Regions from separate parts of the Mus musculus genome. Here all the other regions are linked to region 1. The links are chromatin contacts, called in public Hi-C and HiChIP or PLAC-seq maps. All regions are on one chromosome and are shown on one strand. Each heading gives the region's core, a stretch centred on a gene start, on an enhancer-like site or on the middle of the called end of the contact. The rest is flanking DNA. Distances are from core to core; before and after follow the strand shown. Region 1 overlaps 5031425E22Rik (RIKEN cDNA 5031425E22 gene). Region 2 overlaps Srpk2 (serine/arginine-rich protein specific kinase 2). Region 3 overlaps Srpk2 (serine/arginine-rich protein specific kinase 2).

What was found. A called contact is a pair of places that touch in the nucleus more often than the background predicts. HiChIP or PLAC-seq counts read pairs in DNA pulled down with a chosen protein or histone mark.
Region 2: an H3K4me3 HiChIP or PLAC-seq map of bone marrow-derived macrophages shows a contact between it and region 1, with 5 times the contacts expected there. The contact joins two enhancer-like sites. A contact is called at or near these places in 4 of 115 datasets of contacts at active chromatin or transcription factors (CD8 T cells, bone marrow-derived macrophages, double positive thymocytes and 1 more) and 1 of 9 other capture datasets (liver).
Region 3: a Hi-C map of Th1 cells shows a contact between it and region 1, with 4 times the contacts expected there. The contact joins two enhancer-like sites. A contact is called at or near these places in 4 of 484 Hi-C or Micro-C datasets (CD4 T cells, Th1 cells, muscle stem cells and 1 more), 6 of 115 datasets of contacts at active chromatin or transcription factors (the 230-238 cell line, CD8 T cells, effector CD8 T cells and 3 more) and 3 of 9 other capture datasets (adipose tissue, liver and macrophages).

The regions. Positions count from the first base shown.
Region 1 is chr5:23,385,672-23,388,709 of GRCm38.p6, forward strand. All of the region lies in intron 1 of 5031425E22Rik (RIKEN cDNA 5031425E22 gene), which reads right to left. Among named protein-coding and RNA genes, the nearest start is that of 5031425E22Rik, 46 kb to the right of the region's middle. Within about 2 kb of position 1,385, at least 405 of the 459 cell types and tissues checked have an H3K27ac peak or open chromatin away from gene starts, as enhancers often do. A contact at or near this core is called in CD8 T cells, Th1 cells, bone marrow-derived macrophages and 1 more, where this site is marked.
Region 2 is chr5:23,525,742-23,528,928 of GRCm38.p6, forward strand. Srpk2 (serine/arginine-rich protein specific kinase 2) reads right to left here. Exons shown (of 16, transcript NM_001359173.1): 8 at 2,156-2,321; 9 at 1,049-1,074; 10 at 1-4. Among named protein-coding and RNA genes, the nearest start is that of Kmt2e, 93 kb to the left of the region's middle. Within about 2 kb of position 1,435, at least 16 of the 459 cell types and tissues checked have an H3K27ac peak or open chromatin away from gene starts, as enhancers often do. A contact at or near this core is called in bone marrow-derived macrophages, where this site is marked.
Region 3 is chr5:23,610,410-23,613,422 of GRCm38.p6, forward strand. All of the region lies in intron 2 of Srpk2 (serine/arginine-rich protein specific kinase 2), which reads right to left. Among named protein-coding and RNA genes, the nearest start is that of Srpk2, 64 kb to the right of the region's middle. Within about 2 kb of position 1,337, at least 18 of the 459 cell types and tissues checked have an H3K27ac peak or open chromatin away from gene starts, as enhancers often do. A contact at or near this core is called in CD8 T cells, Th1 cells and regulatory T cells, where this site is marked.

The DNA of each region.
Region 1 (3,038 bases), core at 135-2,634:
AATAACTGACAGGAGGGGCAAAGCCTATTGTTCCAAAGTTTCTGTGGGCCTTGGGCATGCTAGGTTATGGGGTCTGGTAAGCAGAGGTGGAAAGGTTTCTAAATGAGCAGAGCCTTGCCCTTTGATATAGTTGCCAACAACCACATTTTCTGTTCTGGGCACAGTGCCATCAAGGGTCTCAGCCACCCTCCCCCACCTTAGTGAGAAAGTATCTGCTAGCGTCTAGCAGGGTCGATGCAGGCAAGGACCAGAGTGAAAAGGAGTTCTGAGCCTGGCTTCCCTGTGGTGCACTCGGACATACATCTTCCAACCGTCATCATCTTACTCCTCTTGTCTCTGACCCCTCCTTGACCAAAGGCAACTACATCTCAGTTCCTTACTATTCGGGAGCTACTCAACAATTACACTAAGAGAGCTTCTGAGCTGGGTGGGCATGGTGGCACAAGGGCATCCCTGTAATCCCAGCACTTAGGAAGGAAAGTCAGGAGGCTCACACAAGTTCAGGGCCATCCTCAGTTGTGTGGCTGAGTTCCAGGCTATGTTACAGAGACCCCTGCCACAAAAATAAATAAATAAATAAATAAATAAATAAATAAATAAATAAATAGATAGATAGATAAATAAATAAATAAATAAATAAATAAATAAATAAAGCGAGGGAGGGAGGGAGAGGGGAGGGGAGAGGGGAGGGGAGAGGGGTGGGGGTGGGGGAGGGGGAGGGGTGGGGGAGGGGGAGACTGGTTTAGAACTTTGCCCTGACTCTGATCTTAATTCCTCCTGGCAATGGGCAAGCTGTTTCTTTTCTGAGGAATGCGAAAAGAGAATGAGAGATTTGTTATGGTGACAGGAAGATTCCAGATCAGAGGCAAAGCCCCTCTAGGGTACATACCATCTGGGGATAGTCCCTAGAAAAGTAGATACCTGCGCTAATTTAAATGTTTAACAGGAATGCAGGTGCAGATGAACAAAAGGTAGTTTCCATTAGGTAGAAATGTTTTTTTTTTCCACTTCCTGTTTCTAGTCTCTTTTTCAGTGTTCCTGTACGAAACCACGGAGTTTCAGAAGCAGATGAAATCTATCAGCGGCCTGCCCCAAGCTCCGTCAACCCTGCCAGGCTGAATGGTGCTGATTGTTCGCAAAGGGCGGGCATTTCTCTGCAAACAGAAAAGCCTGCTCAAGAAATGCCACTCACCGCCCTGTATCAGTCTCAATATTGAGTCTGAATGATTTCCCGATGGCGACTTGACCGAAATGGAAAAATATTTTTCCGTTGCAATTCCCCCGGTACTGACTGGTGTTTCATCCTCTTCCGGTCCTTGTGAGACAGCAAGAGCAGACAGAGCTTCAGCAGTGTTGATCTTCAGCTCTGAGAACAGAAGATGGGTGGGGTGCTGCGTTGCCACGCAACCAAAGGCAACACAGCTGCAGATCTCTGCCAGCTGGGCCAGCCCATTCAAACCGCAGGGAGTTTCAAATGGCTGTGTCCCCTAGGGACTGGGCTTAGCAAGCCCAGGGGGAAAAGTCAGCATTCAAATGGCTTCGATGACGATGACGCAGAGGAAGCCAAGAGGACGCTGTCAAAGCCTAGTCATCATTGACTCGAAGTTAGTATACTTGAACAGGAAAGAACTGCCAAGATCAGACAGGCAGGACACACACACACCTTTCTTTTAAACTTTAAAAGTTATTCTCTTTAAAAGAAACGTAGTTGCTTTTTAAAAAGCTATACAAAGTTCTTAATGTTTCTTTGGCAACAGAATAGAATGAAATTTTACAACTATATAAAATGTTTATTTACCGGTGTGTGTATAGCTGACTGACAAAGCTGTCTACCACCCAGCACCCTAACTGCTGAAATAAGCTACCTCATATTATAGCATCTCCAAACAGAATGAGAAGGGTACAGAGACTGGAACTTGTCTGTAGACTAGGAGGTGACTTTATTATCTTTCCTATAGTCAAAATCTGCACTCTCTGCTCCATGATGCCTCTGAATCCACTTGAGGGGCAGTGATGGTCCCTCCTCGGCCACTACCACGTACCCTGCCATATGAAAGCCAACACTTCTCTGCCTTGGTAGCTCCATGGCCACCATCTGGACAAATTGGGGTTCCGAACATTTCAGCATCTAACCTTTCTTCAGCCTAACTCGGGCTCCTTTCTCCAGTATCACCATAAGCAATACTATCAAAGAATGATTTCATTTGGTCATGTTATTAGTTGGGTCTCAGCAGGTCTTCGGCAGCATCTCCTTCACTGGTTAAGTACCAGCTTGTGAGTCTCCTGTATCTTCATCCACAAGCTTGTCCTGTTTCTCAGGTTTCTCTTCTTCTAATTTAAGTTTATTATGAGACACTCTGTCCGTTTCCTCCTTGTTAAATTGTGTGTATGCACTTGTCTTCCTCAGATTTCACTGGACCATCTCATGGATACCAAATCTTCCTCTACCACCTTGATGAGCCCCACTTCCTCCCCTCAGAGCAGAAGGAACACTTGGGACTAGAAGCCGCTTGTATAATTTCTTTGTCACTCATTTTGTTTCCCAGTCTTGGGATTTTGTGTGCTTCAGCTTTCTCCCTTCCTCCCTTCCTCTCTTTCTTCTCCTCTCCCCACCCCCCAACCCCAGGAATTCACTCTGTAACCACGGGAGGGAGAAGAGTTTGGCTGCTATGTGATGAAGGGAGTCTGAGATACAGGCTCCCAGTCCTCTCCTCAAATCACCATTAAGAAATCACTCCTCTCCCAGCCTGATTCTTCTTCCTGGGGAAGCACTAATTCGGAGTGGAATAAGTCAGAAATGCTGGAGCAGAAGTTCTTCCACATGGAGGAACTGTCAGGAGTGAGGGGGAATCTTTACAGATCCTAATAATATGCATAAAGCAACATGATGCTTGGCACACAAGAAACACCAAGTAAAAGCTCTTAGCTGGTTATTATTCTAGCTGTGGTTTATTAATCATGCCAGAGACTTTCCTACTGCACCGCTGTGATCTCTCGGACTGTATCTGCCCTTGTTGGATGTTCAACCCCGGGCATGT
Region 2 (3,187 bases), core at 185-2,684, 140 kb after region 1:
CTATCTACAACATGGTAAGAAAGTGTGGGTCAGGTGGAAGTGTGATGCCATGGGTCAGAAAAGCACTCTTTAAAACACTATTCAGGAGTTCAAGTATTGGTAACATAGTGAATCCAACTGTGCTTTCCTACAACCTACACAGTTATGCTCACTAACCCAGCCAGAAGAGCCACCTTAGGGGAGGGCTGGGCTCAGACTGTTAGTACCCTCCCTAACTTCTAGGAGAAAAGTCTAGGAGATGAGCATGGTGAAACACCTGGCTTTGAGCGAGAATCTTCTCTTGCAAGCAATCCTTGCTGCTGACTATATCGGGTCATTTTTATTCCTTAACAATAAAAACAAACACCTGCCAAGACGGGTGCCAACAGCACTATATCTGAGTTTGGCTCTGATACCAAGCTGTGAACAACAGCCAATATACCATGAACTTTCAGAAATAAGCAGATAATATAAAAAAAAAAATCAAAATCAAAAAAAGGAAAAGCCACAGTTTTGTCAGCCTCAAGCTACAGCCATAAGTCTCAGAAAGCCTAGCAACGAGTGCCTGCCAAGCTTCAGAGGCCATAACCCAACCCCAAAGTCCAGGGGAGAGCTACACAAGTAACAATTCACCACACTTGGAACTACTCCTCCGAGCCAACTGCTCAGTGATTCGACAGGATCACAGAATTGATGGTGCTCATTCTTACTTAAACAGCTGGCTATAAAAGATTAAAATGGTTTTTTGGCAAAACAGGATACTTGAAGGCCAAGAAGAAGTCATTTAAAAAAGAGTCTGGAACACTTATATTTTAAACTTGAACTAAAACCTTGCAATTCACAGACTTGGCCAACAGCAGCCTCGAGAGCCCAGGAGGAGCCTGGCTTTGCAGCAGCATGACTATTCCCATCCACGGCAGGAAGTCATGAGGGTTTTCTGATGACACAGAGCATTTACAAACATGCCCACTTCTAAATTAATGAAGGTTATAATATTTTCTACATAATTTGTGAAGCTCAAGAGTGAGCAGTTCCTTCTGACATGCTGAATAGACATGTGAATACTTACAGGTTTTTGCTGTGGAGCCGTACTCACTAAAACAAAATAAAACAGAATGGGTATTCAGAGGAAAACAGGCACCTTTGGGTAATTTGATTTGCAAAATGAAATAATACTGTTTTAATAACTACCCAGCTTTGAAAAACTTGAACCTTAGAGATTGCTAAAGATAGGAACCTAGGAAAAGTTTGTGCAATTCAAACAGACTGTGCAATTCCAGGCCACAGGAAGCTAAGCCCTCGCGCCACTTTCCTTGCAAACAGCCTCTCTCAGAGCACTGGCAAACTGAGCACAACGGAAAAAGAAAAGGAAATGCAAGAGTTTACCCATCAGTCACAGACCCAAACATGTTCTGCAAACGAGGCAATGAACATGTTAAATGAGAAGCTGCACAGTCGTGTTTGAAAACTACTGGGAAAGCACCACACAGGAAATGAACTCACATAGCACAGCACACTGTGCAATGGCTCTAGAATTCAGCAGGGCAAGCATCAGAAGCTTCATGACTTTGGTTGCATGAGCTGATATGATAACATCACAATGACACTCCAGGTGAGGTGACAGCACCTCTCTGGAGCCCTGTCAGTCAGAGGGGAGCACAACCAACATTCCAGTCTCCCCAGTGACTCCTGTCACCCTCGCAAGAGAAACTAAGCTAAAGCTTAAGTCCCTGCTCCCCTTCCGCGCCCCCCACCCTAGAGCGTCCACGGCTGATATCAAATGTGTCGGCTAAACTGAGGTGGAGGCATCTACTTTAGTTTAAGAAAAGAAAATATTGTTATGAAACCTAAATCAGAAAAAAAAAAACAAAAAAACAAAATCAGAAGACTGAAGGTAGGCTATAAGAAAGCTATCATATATTCTCCAGAGACTTGGACCACACAAGAACATGCTCCTATGTAATGAAGCAACAGCTAAGAATTCATACAGGGCAACAACAAAGAGCTAAAAGGATGAACTCAAACACCATCTTAAGCAAAAGTCATTTCCACATCCAAACTCTTGAGAAAAGGTTCCTAATGTGTACGCACACATCGGACTCACGCCGTCCCTGCCCGGCTTTAAAAGCTCCCAGCCCCCAAGCAGACTGAAGCAATGAGGGCTCGGACCCCTCACCTGCAGACCCAGAGGGAGGAGGAGCACCTGCTTTCTGCCACTCCGTGGCTTCGGCTGCCATTCTTCTCACGTAAGCGTCATCCACACACATCAAGATGTTTTCCGGCTTTATGTCGGTGTGAATTATCTTGCACTTACTGTGTAGATAATCTAACCCTTGAAGGACCTGATCAGAGTAAAATAAAATCAAAGAAAGGACCTATTAGTACTTTATTTTGTAATTTATTTACTCATAAAATATGCAATCTTTCCATATGTAAAATGGAATACAATTTTATAGGCACAGATAAACACTGACTTTAAGAAATGGAATCTCTTCACAGGCAACCAATGTGCATTACTTTAGAATTCAGTTATGCTTATAGATGTAATGCCTTTGATAAGAATTTTATATGAAGTAAACCCAGGGCTTCAGAGCTCTTAGAGAACTTAGGTTCACGTGTATCTTACAACTGTCTCTAAGCTCAGTTCCAGTGCATCCAATGTCACTTTCTCATCACTGCAGGCGCAAGGCACACACAGTGCGTATACCCCACACAGGCAAACATTTATACATAGAAAATAAAAATGAATGCATCTTTTAAAATATCAAATACATTAACATGTTTATTGATATGATATCACAGAACTATGATATAATTTAGAACATTTGCATCACTCCATAAAGAAATCCCACAGGCATGAGGAGTGGCTTCCCATCTTCCTCCAACTCGGACAGTCCTAACCATTAAGCTATGTGCCTGACTCATATAGCATGGTCTCTGTGTGTGTTTGAGTAAACATGTCCAATGTACATGCATTTCTGTGCATGTGAGTGAACAGATGTCAACAGCAGGTGGACTCCTCAATAGCTCCCACCCTCCTCCCCACTTTTTTTTTTTAAATAAAAAATACTGGTTTTTCTTACTGAACCTGGAATTCACCAATTTGGTTAGAATGACTGCCCAGCAAGCCTCAGGGAACTTTCTTTGTCTGCCTCATAGTGCTAGAATTATAGACACACATCAGCACACTGGCCTTTTGTATCTAAGG
Region 3 (3,013 bases), core at 87-2,586, 220 kb after region 1:
ACCAGGGCACAGCTTCCTTTTCCTCGCCGCTCTCTCTAATTCCCCCACATATTACTTCACTTACCACTGCACATTATTTCTGAGTGTCTCCACTGCATTATGCTCAAGAATCCCTGCAGGGAAGACCACAGCGCAGGACATTTTCTACCTCTCAGATCTTCAAGACACTGCAGCCCAAAAGCCCAGTGCTTAAGCAGTGCTCCACATCCTTAGGTCTCTCTGTTTTCAAACATAACTTTTAAAATGCTCCCAGCGTTATCTGTCCAAGCAAATGAAGCTCACTGCTTTCTATCTAAATGTCTGAGAGGAAGCTCTCTCACTCCTGCTTCTTAATTCACCTAAACCTCTCACACACAGCTCACAGCCAAAATACAAGCAAAAGGGGCAAGCCATACAATCTAGTAGTAGAGGCGTAATCAAAATCTCAAAGGATGCTGTACCATGTATGTGACCCCAGCACGTGAACATCAAACATTTCCCAGCCATCTGATTTGGCTTCCTGTAACCAAGCATGGAAAAATTTTTTTGAGGGTTTCTATTTATACAGATTCAAAACAGAAACAACTGAATAGACATATGCAAAAATGAAATCAAATCCTTACATCAATATTAAAACCCAAAATGTATCTCAAGCTCTGAGTCTGACGTCAGCCTGGTCTACAAAAGTAGGTTCTAGGACAGCCAGAGCTACACAGAGAAACCCTGCCTCAAAACAACAAAACAAAAACAAGAGGAGGAAATATATAACTTCTTAAAAAAAAAAAAAAAGGTAGCACAAAATCTAAGCAGCCCCAGGCTTGGTAAAGATTATTATATATCACACAAAATTATAAACTAAACTTTAAAAACATACACACAAAATTGTATTTCATATGGTTTGTGAAATCCCATTAATTTCCATTAAAATACTAATAAATACTAAATATAAATAAGCACTCAGCCACTTCTGACTCATTCTATCACTCAGGGGAAAAAACAAAAAACAAAAAAACCAGTCTATCCTGTAGAGAAACTAAGAAAGCAGTGTCAGGGTGAGGCTCGAGAGAGGAAAGTACACTCATCAATGCACGTGGCTAGGAGCCATGGCGGGGAAGGAAGGGAAGAGGACAGCAGCCCCTGTACTGATCAGACCTCGGGACACAGCCTAGAATAAACAAGGGGTAACCTGCTCTGCGCCTTGCCATCAAATTCCCCTCCTCGCTATTTGTCAAGGTTTCTTTGTGTGCTCTAAATAAGAAAGAAAAGTAAAGGACACACGTGCACAAACGTACACTGTCCACATGGCATGCCCTTGTACAGAGTAGAGACAACATGCCATCCTGTCACTTCTCAGCAAGGCTTCTTACTCAGCACTGGTACAACACAGGCCACAACATGATGGCCATGATACCAGTCATGATTTTCTCTCTTCCTTATTTCTCCATTCACAATAAAGGTAACTAGCAACTATAGATTCAGTGTTTATTTGCTGACTACTAGGATGCCAAAGACCTTCATTACGACATTTAAAATGTCACACCAAGTACAAAGAGCTTGTCCTTTTACATCCTGCCCAGAGCAAGCTTAAACCTCATAAAGCATTCGGTGACCGAGAGCTCATCCTGCTCCCCGGCCCCGCCCCTCGTGCTATTGGGGTACCTGGTTCAGTTCCCAGCACCAACAACCGAGCCACCATCAGGAGACATGATGTCTGGGTTGTTTAGTAATTGCTACCATTTTCCTAGCTGTGATTACTATTCCTCCTCTTCACCATGTGTTCCAACCCACAACCTCCGGAAGTGCTACAGCTGGAACAAAGCAAAAGAGGTGAGAGATGAGGAGGTGAGCTTTGCCAGTAACTATTCTGTTGACTTTATTACACTAAATGGGAGCAAACAAAAAACCATGTCTAACAGCATCATTACAATGCTAACAAATCAATGTGCTCACTCATTCAGCAAGTACTCGATTCTACAGAAGACATATTTGTAGTGGGATTTATTCCTGGACCCTCCAGGACTCTGGAGCAGCAGAAATCCCATCCTAACAGGCCACAGGACATGTCACCTGTTTTTAAATTATCATTCACTCAGTAACATTGTCTGTTGTTAATCTTTAAAGAGGTAAGCTGAAATTTTTTTTTCTCTCTTCAAGACACAACATCTAAAACCAAACTGTAGCTGAGCTGAGCTGAGCTGCACTAATTCCGACCTGTGAGTAGCCTTCCTAAACGGAGCACATGGACTGCGCATCTCTCCTACTGAGGTACGTTCTGAGTCTCCACTATTTCATCTAAGCTAAAAGCCTAACTTCCAAACTATTTTCAAGAGCTACTGACAGTAATATTAACAGACCCCAGCTATTGGGATCTCTTAGTAGACTCCATTATAATTTTACTTTGGACTAATTCTATGTTCAAGGAACAAGTCCTCAAAAGTCTACAAAATTAAAATAAGTTAATGTTTTATAATGCTTTTCTATTTTAGAAAAGTGTATGAACAAAAAGGCTCCAGTCAATATTACTAGCTTTCTCAGGATGGCTCTTTCCACATAGTGGGTTAAATGTGTAAGATGCAAGGGTTACTAAACCCACCCCAGCAGAGGCTCCACCCAGGCTTACGACACTGCATTCAGAAGTCCTGCCCTGCCAAGAGCACTCTCAGGAAACCCTCTACACTACAGGGACAGGGTACAGGAATGATGCCTTCTGGTGCCACATAGCTTATCCCTCTGTGGAAAAAGAAACCAGGCTGCTCTGCCGAACCTACTGACAGGCATCTGGAACCATGCCGCAACCTAAGACAATCTTAAAGGTCTTAGAGTACTATTCATAAAACCATAACTCAATTATTTTTCTCTTTTTAAACCAAGTCATTTTTTAAGAGATCAAATAGAAATAAAATAACTGGTCAGGCAGTGGTGGCGCGCGCCTTTAATCCCAGCATTTTGGAGGCAGAGGCAAGTGGATTTCTGAATTCGAGGCCAGCCTGATCTACAGAGTGAGTTCCAGAACAGCCAGGGCTACACAGAGAAA